Regions from separate parts of the Anas platyrhynchos genome. Here region 1 is linked to region 2. A link is a contact called in public Hi-C data. All regions are on one chromosome and are shown on one strand. The core of a region is the stretch at or near the end of the contact, and the rest is flanking DNA. Distances in the headings are between cores, read along the strand shown.

The links. A called contact is a pair of places that touch in the nucleus more often than the background predicts.
Region 1: a Hi-C map of F5 follicle shows a contact between it and region 2, with 3 times the contacts expected there. The contact joins the promoter of IQSEC1 here to the enhancer-like site in region 2. A contact is called at or near these places in 3 of 8 Hi-C or Micro-C datasets (F1 follicle, F5 follicle and small yellow follicle).

The regions. Positions count from the first base shown.
Region 1 is chr13:18,854,203-18,861,317 of IASCAAS_PekinDuck_T2T, forward strand. It overlaps IQSEC1 (IQ motif and Sec7 domain ArfGEF 1), which reads right to left and starts at 1,353. Exons shown (of 16, transcript XM_038186147.2): 1 at 880-1,353. The coding sequence starts at 1,145.
Region 2 is chr13:18,730,656-18,737,509 of IASCAAS_PekinDuck_T2T, forward strand. The region is part of intron 2 of IQSEC1 (IQ motif and Sec7 domain ArfGEF 1); the gene reads right to left. Among named protein-coding and RNA genes, the nearest start is that of IQSEC1, 120 kb to the right of the region's middle. Within about 2 kb of position 2,841, at least 4 of the 8 cell types and tissues checked have an H3K27ac peak or open chromatin away from gene starts, as enhancers often do. A contact at or near this core is called in F1 follicle, F5 follicle and small yellow follicle, where this site is marked.

The DNA.
Region 1 (7,115 bases), core at 103-2,602, 120 kb after region 2:
CCCCCCAGCGCCCCGCCCGGCCCCGGCAGGGGGCGCAGCCGGTGCCGGGGAGCGGGGGCGGCCCGGGGGGGGCCGGCGGCAGGAGGAGAGCCCGATCCGTGCCGGGAGCGCGGCTCCGAGCGGCTGACAAGCAGCCCCTTGTGTTGTACCGGGGCGGCGGAGTGGGCTCGTAATAAGATGCATGCTTTTCCCACTCCGTCCAAGTAAAACTAAGTCCCAAATACTTCCGGCGAGTAGCCGGAGGCCGGGGAAGCGCCGCGGGGTCGCTTCCATCGCTATTCTCCCATCGCCGGTACTTAAGCGCGGCGCGCAATTAATTCAGCGGCTCTCTGCGCGCTGGAAAGCGGAGCCCGGTTAATTCCAGGGGCCAGAGGCCGGCAGCAGCCGTGCCCCGAAAGGGGCGAGCTCCGGGCGGGCTGCGCCGTGCCGAGCTGACCCCGCCGGGTCGCAGCTCTGGGGGCTCCCCCCGGGCAGGGCCGCCCGAGGTGCACGATCGGGGGGAAGCGAGCCCTGGAGGAAGGGCAGAGCTCGTCCCGCTGCTGCTCTGCCCGGGGGGCGGCGTGCCCCGGGGCTGCGGGGAGAAGCCTGCCCGGGGTGCTCCCGGCGCTGCCAGCGCTCAGCCCCCGAGCATCCCCGCTAGAGCCCCAGGGAAGCGCCGGCATCCCGAGGGGCTGGGGGCGTTAGAGGCTGAGGCCGCCCCCTCCGCCGCTCGGCGAGGACCCCCTCCTTCCCGGCGAGCCGCCCGCTGCGGGGAGTTGCGCTGCTTGCTTGTACGCGGGGCGGCTTTAGGAACCCGAAGGCAGGAGGCGAAAGAGGAGGAAAGCCCCGCTACTGAGCGACCCTCCTCGAAAAGGGCAAAGAAACGCGGGCAGCGCTTACTTTTCGTGCTTTGCGTTTTCCTGGATGGCGCTCAGCACCCCCGGGTACGCGGGGGGGACGCCCTGCTGGAGCCTGCATGTGGCCAGGTGCCGGTGATGCTCATCCTGGAGACAGGCGTTTTCGTGGTACAACTTGGCCACTTGCTGCTCCAGCTCGTCTATCCTCCGCTTCTGCTTCTCCAGCAGCTCCTGCTGCGTTTCAATAATCTTGTTCAGCTCCTTCAGGTACTCCGCCGCCTTGCTGGGGTTCTCCGCCGGGCTCTCCATGGCCTCCCCGCACCTCTCACCCTCCGGGAAGCAGGTGGGGGGCGCAGGTGCCAGCCAGCCCGCTCCGCTGGGAACTTAAGCGAGAGGGGAAGAAATAAATAACCCGCCGGAAACCGGCCCCCCTGCCGGCTCTCCTCTTCCCCTCCTAGAGCAGCCGCTGCCCGGGCGAGCGGAGGAGCGGTGCGCGGCGGCTGCCGGCCCCCGCCGCCATTGCTGATGCTCGGCTTCCCGCAGCCGAGCGAGGGCAGGGCCGGCGGGGACTGCGGGCGCCGAGCCGGGGGGAGCCGCCGGTGCCGCTCGGAGCCCCGCCGGGGCTGGCGCACGGGCGCTGTCCCGCCCTGCCGGAGCCGCAGCCGGCTCAGCCCCTCGCCAGGCAGCGCCCGCGCCCCCGCCGGGCTCGCAGCCGGGCATGGGAGCCCGCAGCACGCCGCTCTCCTGCCTCGGCAGCCGGGGCCGCGCTTTAAGTAGCCGGGGCTGCTGCCTCCTCCGGGGGGCCGGTGAGGAGGGGGCTCCGCGGAGCGGCGCATCCCCCCGGCACCCCGCCGCCGGGGCGCGGCGCTCGCCGGGGAGCGCCCCCGGAGAGATGCGGGGGGCAGCCCCCGGGCCGGGGCAGGCCTCGGCACCCCCCCCGTCCTTCTGCCCGGCTCTGCGGGGGCGGCCCCGGCCCCCCCGGGCTCGCCGGAGAGGGCCCGGAGAAGCGCGGTGTGCGGGGAGGGTGGGGAAGCCGGGCTCCGAGACCTGCTGTAGGAGCGAGGGTTTTTCCCTGGCACGTCTGGGGAGCGATTGTTTATTGTTGAAATAGCATCGGGGTGTTGGCTGCCTGGAGATGGGAGCTCTCCAGCAGCATGCCCGGAGTCAGACTCGTGCTAACTGCTGTGTAGCAGAGACCTCTGCCTTGCCAGCAGCAGCCCTGACATTTAAAACCTCCGCTGGTGAGATTCTGCTTCCCGCTACGGCTGCATCGGGCCATGAAAAGTTGCTGAGATTTGGCTCCTCTATGATCCCAGTGTGAATACATGTTGGGAATGCTCATGGAAATGGGGAATAGGAAGGGGAAATGGAGATACTGCAGGAAGAAGATAGGAAGGTGGAGAAATGTTTTTCTCCTCCCTTCCTCTCCTCATCTCTTTAATATTTTTCTTTTTTCCTCTCCACCTTTAAACTTTGCAAGTTGCAATTAGTAACGTTTTCTTACAGTAGTTCCTGCTGCTGTCACAAATGTACTAGCCCTTTCTGGTGGAGTCAGCTCTCAGGGTTTGCCAGGATGCATTGCTTTGGAGTATGGCTGATGCAGCAGGCTGAAGAAGTGGGGGACTAACAGCATCCCTACCAGGGAGGCTTCAGGCTCAGTCCTTGGACTGAGGGGCTTGAAATTTTTGGAATGGATTTCCAAACCAGAGGGCATATGTCACAGGTTCCCACCTATGGCTTACTTATGAATATGGAGAAAAAGGGGCATGAGGGGAGGATAAACCTAGAGGGGAATATTCACCTGGCAAGTTTCATATTCATTCTGATTTTAAGGTAGGAATTAGTTATCCCCAAACTGTTGCTTTTGCTTTGGACATATGTGCAACAAAGGGCTGTTGTCACTATCAAAGTAACTGAAGCATGAAGGACTAATTCCCAGTCCTCCTGGGGATCACAAATTCACAGAGAAGTCTTTATCTGCTCTTTCAAGAAGACAAGCTTCTTTTCCATCAACCTGATCAGAAATTTTCATTAGAATTGTTGAATATATATATATATATTATAAATACTCTGAGATCAAAATATAACCGCTGAAGAACAGTTCGCTCTTTGTGGCATGAAATGGTTATCCCAAAACGGCACTGAGACAACCCGCACAACATTATTTGAGAAAGCCAGAATGCTTGTCAGGTGGTAAATCAATAAAGAGACCAAGAGAGCTTGCTTATATACAAAATAAAATGTGAAAACACTCAAAACTCATTAATGTACAGTAAAAAACATATTAATCATTTCACAGAAAGGACAGCTGAAGTGGAGCAGCAGCAGCAGTTACTACAACTCGTACCTCTTTGAAAGACCTCTTCTTAGATATTGAAGATCTCATTCATGGGACCCATGCAACATTGCTGAAGAGGCATGAGCCTTTTTAAATTATTACTCTCCTCCTTTCTTTTACAGAATAAAAGTGAATGCCTCCATTCCCGAATGGCAAAGTTATGGCTTGTTCAATGGCTTGTTAGTCTTGTTAGACAAGCTAACTGAGGAATAAGAGCTTGTGGAGCGCTGGCTTTTCCTTTTGGATCTTTTTTTTTTTTGGTTCATTTTAGAACATCTTGGTTGATTTTGGAGAGCTCTTTTGAGAGGATATCAGTAGGTTTTTCTCTTCTCAGGAGTTCATTAACAAGTTAATGAATTTCACCTGCCAGTTGCAAGTACCTGAGCTACTTGTGCTTTCTCATAGATAACATGGAAAAAAAAAAAATCAAACCTACTGGAAATGCTCTTAACTCTGTTCTACCTGAAACCAGGAAACCATAGGTTAGACTGAAAAATACAGTCACTTTGCTGGTGTCCTTGTGTTGGGACCTGTTTTTTCCTCAGTCATGTTAATGGTGTGGTTTTGTATGTTGTTGGAGAAACAGAAAGGAGCACTTTGTGTCTGAGGGGATTGTTTCTGTGAGCTTCAAGACACCTGTATGCTTCATCACCCTCCACAAATTAACAAGAGGTAAACTTAGAAAATAAGCATCTTCGTGAAACCAATAATATATTCAATCTCTATCTGTGTGAGACAGATTGTAAAAGCAGATCCAGGTTGTTCAGATTTGCTCAGTTAGAAAATTAAGTGACATCAAGCCTAACCTTTTTTAATACAAAAATTACCAAAATAGCATTCTTATTACTTGCTAACATCTTACCTTAGACCATCCATTTTTGTAAGTTAAGCAGTACATGGTTAAGTCTTGCCAAGGAAAGTGCCAAGGCAGATTTAAATATGAAAGGAAATGTTATTCATCCAGTAACTACAATCCTCTGGCTAATTTATTACTAACAATAAAAAAATATCTGACTCACTTTGGAGCATCCTTAAGGTGGCCTTAATTTTAGACTGTCTCAGATCTAGTTATTTTCTGGTGAATCAATACCCTGCAGAGTACCATTTGTGAATGCAGGAGTTGCAAGGTCTGGTCCAAATCATGGTTCAAAGGGAACCTGGCCTACGTATGTTGTTAGGTGTCCACAGAGAACGGGAATGTTTGCCTGTCCACTTCTCAAAAACCTGGCTCTTGTTGGTACCTGCTACGTGCATAACTTGGATGTTTTGTCAGCTTCAGGTTTATTGTACTGCTCTAAAACTGATCGATATTGTTACTCTTTCAAAAGTGGTTTGGTGTGGCTAAAATGTAATCAGTAAGCACACAAACAGCTGAAGTATTTTTTTCAAATATATTTCCAGGGAAAAGCATCTATTTTCCATATAAAATTAATTAGGTCAGTGTAATATAAAATACAGAGACCCAGAAGTCATGCAGTTATTTACACTCAATCTTAATTCTACCTTTTATCTCAAAAAAAAAAAAAAAAAAAAGTATTGGAAACCACTTACTTCTTTCTCACACTTTTACTCCGTCCCTTTGCTTCCCTCCATGTCTCCTTGGTTTTGCTGCATTGTGTTTAGAGATTGAGGTTATCCCGTTATCAGAATTTATGGTGCTCTTAGTTTATATGTTGGTGCACGCCTCTTTCCCACCATGTGCCCTCTTTCATGTCATCTAGTGACACATGGCATGGATGTTCCTTATTACATAACTGTGTACTCACCATACACCCAGAATTACCTGATCATGTTCTGTGGGCTGATGGTGGGGAATCAGCTGAGTGATGTGAGAAGAATCAACATTTTTTGTAGCCTGTTTGCTGCAAGATTTTGATGCTCCCTGCAGAAGGAAGGTGACAGAAATTACAATGATGACCTGGGCTGTTGTCCCAGTAGGTCATATGCTACCCATGAGACTGATATCTGACTCTGTTTAGCTAATAAAAAAATAAATTAATTAAAAAGTACAAAGTTAAAGACCTGAAGTCATTCCAAAACTATGGTGTTTCTGGCTTGTGTTCTCCCCTCCCCTGGTTACATGTAACCCATTTTTAAAACTGACTTATTTCTTGGCAGTGTATCTGACTTCTTCCAAGCACTAAACTTCCTTATGACTTTTCCTATCACACAGATTTCTTGCAATGGTCTCTTATAAAATCTGATCATACTAGCTTTTAACTTTTCTTTAGAGAAATGGCATGTATTGAGACTCACTTTTATTCAACTCAGCCTGTCTTCTAAAAAAGGAAGAATTGTCAACAGCCATAAGGTCAACCCTGGAGTTTTCTGCCCTTCCTTCTAGCATACAGCTTGCATTACCACGTAGTATTTGTATAACTTCCATGGCACTTGAACTATTAGTCTATGTCTTTATACTGACAAGCTTATAGATTATTTGAAATGTGACAAACTAAGCATGATAAAGTTGCAGATCATATTTTAAAGATATTTTAAGGCATATATAAAAGACATTAGAAAGTTCAATTTTAACTTTGAGTTCCGGTTCTGTGTGTACTAATCATTACTGTTTGTACGAATTGCCTTTTAATTTACTTGTAAGAGAAATGCTAAATTAGCTCTTCTGGGTTATGTAGCTTATTTTGAACTCTGCCTGTGGAGTTTGGTCCAGAGCTAATCCATTTCAGTACCTAAATTTAACCAGGTCTTTAACTCTTTTGAGCCTTTCATGAAAGTATTAAAGTATTTCCGTTGTATTTTTGTTGGTTTTTATGTGTTCTCTTTATACAGCTTGGTTTTGGAAATGATATCAAGGAATGCTAGTCAAAAAATAAATAAAAATTTGTCTCCTGTTATGCAAACTCCTTGGGAAATGATTGTCTTTCTTTCTGTCCTGTCAAATAAAAGAACTGTTAATGTAAGCTATCAAACAACTCTATTAAAAACATGCAGAGTGATTGGGCAAGGAAAATGTTGCTAGTTTGGGAAAAGAGAAAAGAGCAGTGGGTTTTAAAGGAAAGAGTGTGCTATTTAAAGAGATGACTGGGTTTTTCTTGTAGAGTATGATGTGGCAGTGACACCAAATGCAAGGCTCATGGTGTGCTGGGGAACAAGTGTGCTAATACTCCAGGTTGTGGGACAGATACTGTATTCTAGCAAGGTAGGGGTAAGGGAAATAAAATCATGAGGAGTGCTTGCAAATGCAGCACCTAATGTTATCTGTAGAGGAGCTGAAAACTACTTCATAAAGTCTTGGGGAGCAGCAGCCTAAGGACCTTTGGAAATAGTGTAGCAGAGAATCACCGCAAGAAAAAAGCATGTATACGTCTGCCAGATGTCTATGGAAATGTCATTAGCTAATACTGCAGTGTCCACTATGACAATAGATGAATGCTTATCAGTTAAGCCAGAGAGAGATAGGAAGTTACAAATAAAGATTTAGTTCAGATATGTGGTCAGACAAACATGATTTCTAATTGTGCTAGATTTCCTGATGGTATATGGGCTATAAATTTACTTTGAGTTTCTTAAGCTCACTGGTTATAGAGATCACAGTGATGTTCATGACCTGTTACAAGGATAAACAAGATCAAAAGAAGATTGTTTAAAATTGAATTTATGATGGTTCAAATTGAGAATGTACTTAAAAACAGCTTTGGAGTAGTTTCGTGAGTCTTTCTGTGTGAATTAATCTTTCAGAGTGAAACAAGACAATTTCAATCCTGAAAGGATTTTGCTGTGAAAGTACAAAGTAATCTTAAAAAGGGGATGAAATGGAACATATAACTCAAATTTAGCAGTAAATATAATGAAATTTAGAGTGCAGATGTAATAGTTCCTCTAATAATTAAACAAGTTATTTTATAAATGGTGCAGAAAATTAGTTTCTAGGTATTTAAGCCGAGATTTGAGCCAAGTCAGAGTTGGAATCAGGACACCTC
Region 2 (6,854 bases), core at 1,591-4,090:
GAAAGAGACTTTTCCCCAGGCAACCATTGTTATTCCAGGAAAAAAGCTTGATGAGACTGACACCTTGCATTTGGAAATAATCAAACCTACCAACATGCCCAGATGAGGGAAGAAAAAAAAAAAAAAAAAGAAAGACAAAAAAGGCAAACTGAATTGCTTTTGAATTGAATTCCCTTTCTTATTTTCCCCTTATTTTTCTATCACCCTGCAACCATTCTTAAGTTCTAGCAAGGCAGGAACTAAATTCTTATGAACAGACTTAATCTTAGTCACACAAGTATTCCCATAAATCCACAAGGATTATTTTTAGAAAGATAAATACAAGTGTTTTATGTTTCTCCTCACATTCTGCCTGCCTATTATGTCCTTGAATACAGAATAATAACTAGAAAATTGTTACTGGTAGACCAAAACACTGAATGTTCAATGTGTCAGTGTCAAAAAAGGTGCCCCAACGCTGAGAACCACGGCCTAAGCCTCAAAGCACAGCCAGGCTGCCTTTGTTTCTCTAAGTGGAGGTTCCATATTCCTATTTATCAAACACTCAGAGGTTTCTAACTTCAGTTTCACAACTTTAAAGAAAAATATGTCATCTCCAAGAAAAGTTTGCATGACACAGAGAGACATGCTTGCAGGAGTTTCCTGACAAATTCCATGATTGTGATATGTATCCGCAACTAATCTATGCCTAGAAACACAGATTTTTAAAGTTCCAGGGAACTTTCACATTATTTGGTTTGACTCATTTTCTTGTCCACAATTAACATACTACCTTTTAAATTCCAGCGTGTAAAAGACGCTTACATAACCTGCTGCAAGAAACGCAGACCTCCTATTTTGATAAAGGTGCACATTTTAGGAGAGACAGAGGAGAAGAGGTTGCAGAACAGTGCTGCTTTGATACAGAGCTGCTAGAAGCTTTACAGGGCGAATGGCTGTTGCGAGCAGTGTCAGCTCCACGCAGTCGATATGCCTGCTAGCATCTACTAGATGTTTTACAAGCACACTTGGACCAACTTGTAAACACAAACCAAAGAAAGGATTTTCAGGCTTAACATGAAACTCCAAATGATACCCAGACTGTCCATCAAAGCATGCAGCTCCCACTTCCTGCACAGGTGCAATAGCCACCAGGACACCACAACCACCACTGGAGCACGTGAAGGGCCCAAACCAGCTTCCAGAGCTCCCTCCAGGTCAGACCAGCATTTTCAGCTCTATATTAACCAATACACCATCATTCTCACCTAAGTGTAAACCTCTGCTTACAAATATAGATAAACACACACAGATACACACAAAGAAAACTATGCTCCCAGTGGAAGCATACAGAAAAAAGCCACACAAAACAAAATAAACCCAAGACAGTCAGACTATGCTGAATGAATGATTGTACTGCAAGTTCCCACCATGAATGAGGTTTTGTGTCAACCTTACAAAACTCAGCCATGGATAAATATAACAAATTCCTAAATCTTAGACTAGGCTAGTAAGTAGCTTTTGTAGGCTTGATTCACTTTGTCTTGAGACCAGTTACCTCTTGATCCTCTTCCCGAGGGATACTTTGGTACACTTGAGTCAAAAATATGCTGAGAACTCTTAATACAATGGCACAAAGTTTCCAGACACAGGACGTGTATGATCAGAACAGATGGATGCCAGTGCTCAGGTGACAAAAATGAAGCATCCCTTTATACATTACAGCACTGATCCCAAAAGACATTTTCAAGTAGCGTGGCATTACAATGACAGCATTTGAACATATTGAGGATTTGATTCAAGTGTCATTTCTCTGTGAAAAAAGTTGTGATGTCAAACCAGTATCTCAAGGAATCAGGAAAACTGCAGATGAAAAAAAGATTTGTCCTAAAGGACTAACCCAGAAGGAATCCTAAAACTGCAAAATGTTGTTCAAAAATACTTCTCTCTCTAGGATACTCCAAATTTTCTCATAAAGCAATGTTTTGCTTCTATTTCCCAGTTTCTGGGAGTTGTTTTCTGGCTTATCATTTGTTTTTTTAAATTTCTTCTTTCAGACAGCTCCTCTCACCAGCATTGCTTGAGCTTCCCAGGCACTGTTACACCACTGCTGGGACGGATGGAGACAGCCACTGACAGTGCCGCACAGGGGCAGCTTGCAGCCCTTGGCCACTTACAACTCAGCAAGAAATTTGAAGGGTGGGTAGGGGAAAAGCCTCTGTCATCTACAGATATTCCACAGTGGTTTACACTTTCAATTTTAAAGCATTAATGTAACTTGTAAACTCATGCAGCTAGATAGCCATTTTGCTGCTGGCTTTCTACATCCTCTAGTGTAAGCATCATGCACTAGAGTATTGAGCCTTGGTGCTCTTCTGTACTGGGGCACAGAGGGAGCGATTAAAAGGCCAATTCCACCAAATATACAGTCCATGTCTTGCAATTATATAATATATATATATATATACATATTTAACCTTGATGCAAACTGCCATTCTCTGTTTGCATGGTTCCCTCCTTCAAAACACCTCTAATCAAACAACACTCTTCAGCCCTGTTCACTGAGTACTTCTCTCCTGAGCATTGCAGGAATTGTATTCTTAGGCAGCAACTACCCTTTGTTCTTCATTAATTCTGTGGTTGTTCTGTAATCCTTGCTGACCAGCCTCCATATTTTGTTTCAAAGCCTACACCACCTGTTTGCTAAATCATATTCTCCACTCATTTTGCTCCCTGCTGCTGTTATTGCTGTTATAGCTTCACAAGTTTGTGTTTTTTTCTCTCAGGGCATGTAGTTCCCTGGACACCTACATTTGCCTATCTTTATGTGGTAAAGGAGGAGCCACTATTTTGTCTGGAATAGCTTCTTTTCTGACTTATCAACACAAGGCGAGGACAAAGTGATTCACGTGGGACAACAACCCACTAGAAAACACTCTAATGTTTTCTTAACTTAACCAATATTATCCACTCCTTTGAAAAGAATGTTGATCTTTTACACAAAAATAAATCATTTGGTAGCTGAAAACAAGCACTCATGCAAAATTAGAGCCCTACAGCTATTCTAAAACTGAAAAAAAAAAAATAAATCAAAAGTTTAAAACCAAAGCAGATATTTGATGTGTTTCTTTAAAATTTCTACCTGTAATTGATTTTCAAAAAAAGTGTTATCAATCCTGAAAAAGACAGAATTTGGAAATGTAACAGTTGCTGCAATTCTTTTTTATACTAAAATTATTATGCAATTGCGTATATATTGACTGATCTCAAATCTATTCCATTATCAGACTTCCACTTTCTCCTGTTGTGATAAATCTTTGCACCCTCAAAGCAGGAGAGCCAAAGCTATTATTGGCCACCCAGGCTACAAATTTGCTAGGTGATACCTGTCCTCCAACTCTACACTTCCCGGGAAAACATTGAAATTTTAATTTCAGACCAATAAAAGAGCCGTGAGTTTACTGTCGTATTCTTCTATTACCTATGTATTTATTCACAGGACAGAAATATACATGCCTGCAGACTGCTAATGCAGCACGGGTCGGTGGTGCATGGCCCAGTGCCTGTCCGCACTCACGCAGCCAGCTCTTCCACACGACTCTGCACAAGCAGGGGGCACTATTCTCCTGCCAGCTTGAAAACACCAGGTTACTTAATGCTTCTTCCAAGTTTTTCTGCATTGCTGGGATTTTCAATGACTGTAATCATCTCATGCAGTGTTACTAACTACACTTTGCTACTGAAATATTGCTGATAGTCTGAGAAGTCAGATATTTTCTGACGTGTCTGGAATGGGGTGTCAGTGAGCTAGTCAGGTAACTATTTATATACTTTGACAGCATGTAGGCCTCCTACTTTTTTTTTTTTTTTTTTTTTTTTTTTTAGCCCACTTTCTGTAACCCGAGTGTACTGGTGTACTGGGAATCTAGAAATCTTCTGGAAGCATGAAGGATATGCTCCCCCATCTGTCTTTTGTCAGGCAATACTTACGTTTCAAAGCTACAAGCTGTGTTTCAAAATTGTGAGACAAACATCCTTCCAGATTCGCTCTTTGGTCAATATTGGCACAATTGAGGTCTGGAAGCGTAATTTACTGACACACATTCTGCCTGAAGTCAGTGAGATAGGCTATGAACAACATACTTGCAGGATCACGATTACATTCACATCACAAACGTTCTGGTTGCTTATCCAAGCAAAACAAACACCCTTGAAAGACACGTGCAAGACACTAGTGCAGTTCATTGCCACGTTTCAGTGAAATAGGAGCATATGCCTAAAGGTTTTTTTCTGTAGTACCAGAAGCCCCTCTGTTAATGCTATTCGTAACTTGGCTGGTTCAAGTGAGACATATATCTAGCTCACTGAGACAAAAATCTGCTCTGAGCAAATTATCTGAAGGTAAAATTGTGGCAGACAAGTGTTTGACTGTTGCACCCCATCTCATTAGCGAACAGTGATTCCATTAAGTAATTAGCATGTTTCTTTAGCTCTTAATTCCACTTTGATATATAGCAAAGGGAAGCATCCATGGGAAATACACAGCAGGAGGTGGAAGGGGTAGCTCTGCAGGAAATTAATCATAAAGCTGACCACACATTAGCTATGCAAACTTAGCATACAGCAAGCTTGAAGAAAATGCTTGTGCCCTCACATTGTGAGTATTTGAGACCATCGCCTTGGAATGAGCCTGTAGAGGGCATTCCTTTTACCAGTCAATTTTAAATGATATGTAAAGCTACTACCATGTCCTAAATACCCTTGCACTAATGAATGCTCACTCCTGGAAGGGGGTGATTTGGTTTGATTGCTGTATTGCCAGCAATTGGAAACCAGTATGATGAGTTCTACTGTGATGGGACAGGAACAATTCCTTGGTGAAGAGCTTGAAATAATTAAACTTCTTTACAATTTTTCACACCATGGCAGGAATGACACATTAAAACTGACAGTAATGAGTCAGTACCCTAAGCACTGCACACTTCTGTTCAGAAAACTTTTTGGCTAAATAGCACTGGAAGTGACTAATAACAGACAAAGGTGTAACATACAGATTAAAATTCCTGGTATAAGTACAAAAGAACTTAATATCAAGCAAGAGTAACTCAACTTCTAATAACATTTTTATTTCCAAAGATCTGCTGTAGTCCAAACAAAAACACTCATTGTTTGTGACTTCTTTTCTTGGATATTGATCAAGAATTCTATTTTATCATGTGTTCACTCTAAACGTTCCCATTCTAATAACTTACAATAAAGTCTTATTCTCATAACATTCAGTTACTGAACAGTTCAGTGTCAAGAACAATTTCCACTAGTTAATATATACATTTAAGCAACAGTACTGCTTTGCCACCATTACAAACACCCCAAAACAGAAGGCAGGATGGAACTGTTTCCAACTGCAGAGCACTGGCCCTAAATTAGGTTCCTCTGTTTGCAGAGATAAATGTTCTTTTTCCTTCATAAAGGCTGCTGGAGGGTTGGTTCTGTTTTCATTTTGAAAAAGTCAGTCATTGGTACTTGAAACTAGTCGCATTCAGACTAAAAGATTCACTGTAGTAATGCTAGCAGTTTTGTACTTCATATACAACAAAGACATTATCTGCATTTTAAAAAGCAGTTTATTCAAGCAACGTTGTGTAGTTCAATAATTTAACTTTAACAAACTGCTCCTGAATTGTGCTAAGTACATTTTCTGAACATAAATCTCACTGCCCCAGTTGTCCCTGTGAAAAGAGCCTATATCTCTTTCCTACCTCTCTAATAGACAAGTTGCTTGCATTTAATCAATATAATCAGCTCTCCATTAAGGGGATCTATAGCTTCCTCCAGTCATTTTTCCCCCTATAAATTGATCTTCCAAAAGAATTTGAACTTCTTGGAAAGAGTACAGCAATTCCTCCCATTTTCATATGCACCAATGAAACAGTTATGTTCATGTTTACCTTAGCATTATACTGAAAATTAACTAAAGAGCATGCAGTGAGAAGACTTGAAACAGGAGATAATCAACAGAAAACAGGCAGAAGTTCAAGCATTTGTTGTTTAGCTATGCCTTGTTTATACTTACAAATGAAGCTGTGTGAACAAGACCAAGGTCCCACTTTGACCAATACACGTCCCACTGCTCAATAGTCTTTGAACAGTTAAGGATAAAAACATCCAAGCACCCATCTCCCACCAGAAGCTATCCAATTCCAGTTTAGATCCTGTGAGTATTTTTCAGAAAATAGCACAGTGATCTTATAATCATTGACAAGACTTTGATACTTCTGATTGCGGTTTCATTTATTGAGTAGATGTACAGTTTGCATAAACTATCAACCTGAGCTTTACTCCCCATCTAAAGTATTAAGCAAACACTTCAGAAAGCTGCATTCTTGAGGAAAGTGAAAAATACATATAACAGTGATCTGACATTACTTTTTGCTGATTTGCACTCAAATGTACACACCATAAGGTCACACAGATCTCCAGATGCAAAACAAATTTAATTCAAGTCTTCTGTGCCTAAAGTTTTATGCAAAGTCAGTGAAACAGTAAGATGCAAGTCAGAACTGAAAAGTTCAGGAAAAGAGTAAAGTGACCAGCTACACTTTATGTTTATACCTTTTCTAAGAATAGATAGAAATGTAGCATAGAGATAAAAGGGAAAGAAGGAAGGCCCCACACAGGTAAAAGCCATGGTGAGAACAACCTCGCACGAAGAAAATACCATGTGCATATATGTATGTGTATTCCTGAAAAAAGCAGAACCATACAAAGGAGGGTAAAAAAGTGCTTGCTCCAATAACAAATGAAATTAAAAGCACAGCATCTATGTCAAAGAGATAACAAGGAAAAGCGTAAGGCTTGTCTAGGAGAAAACAGGA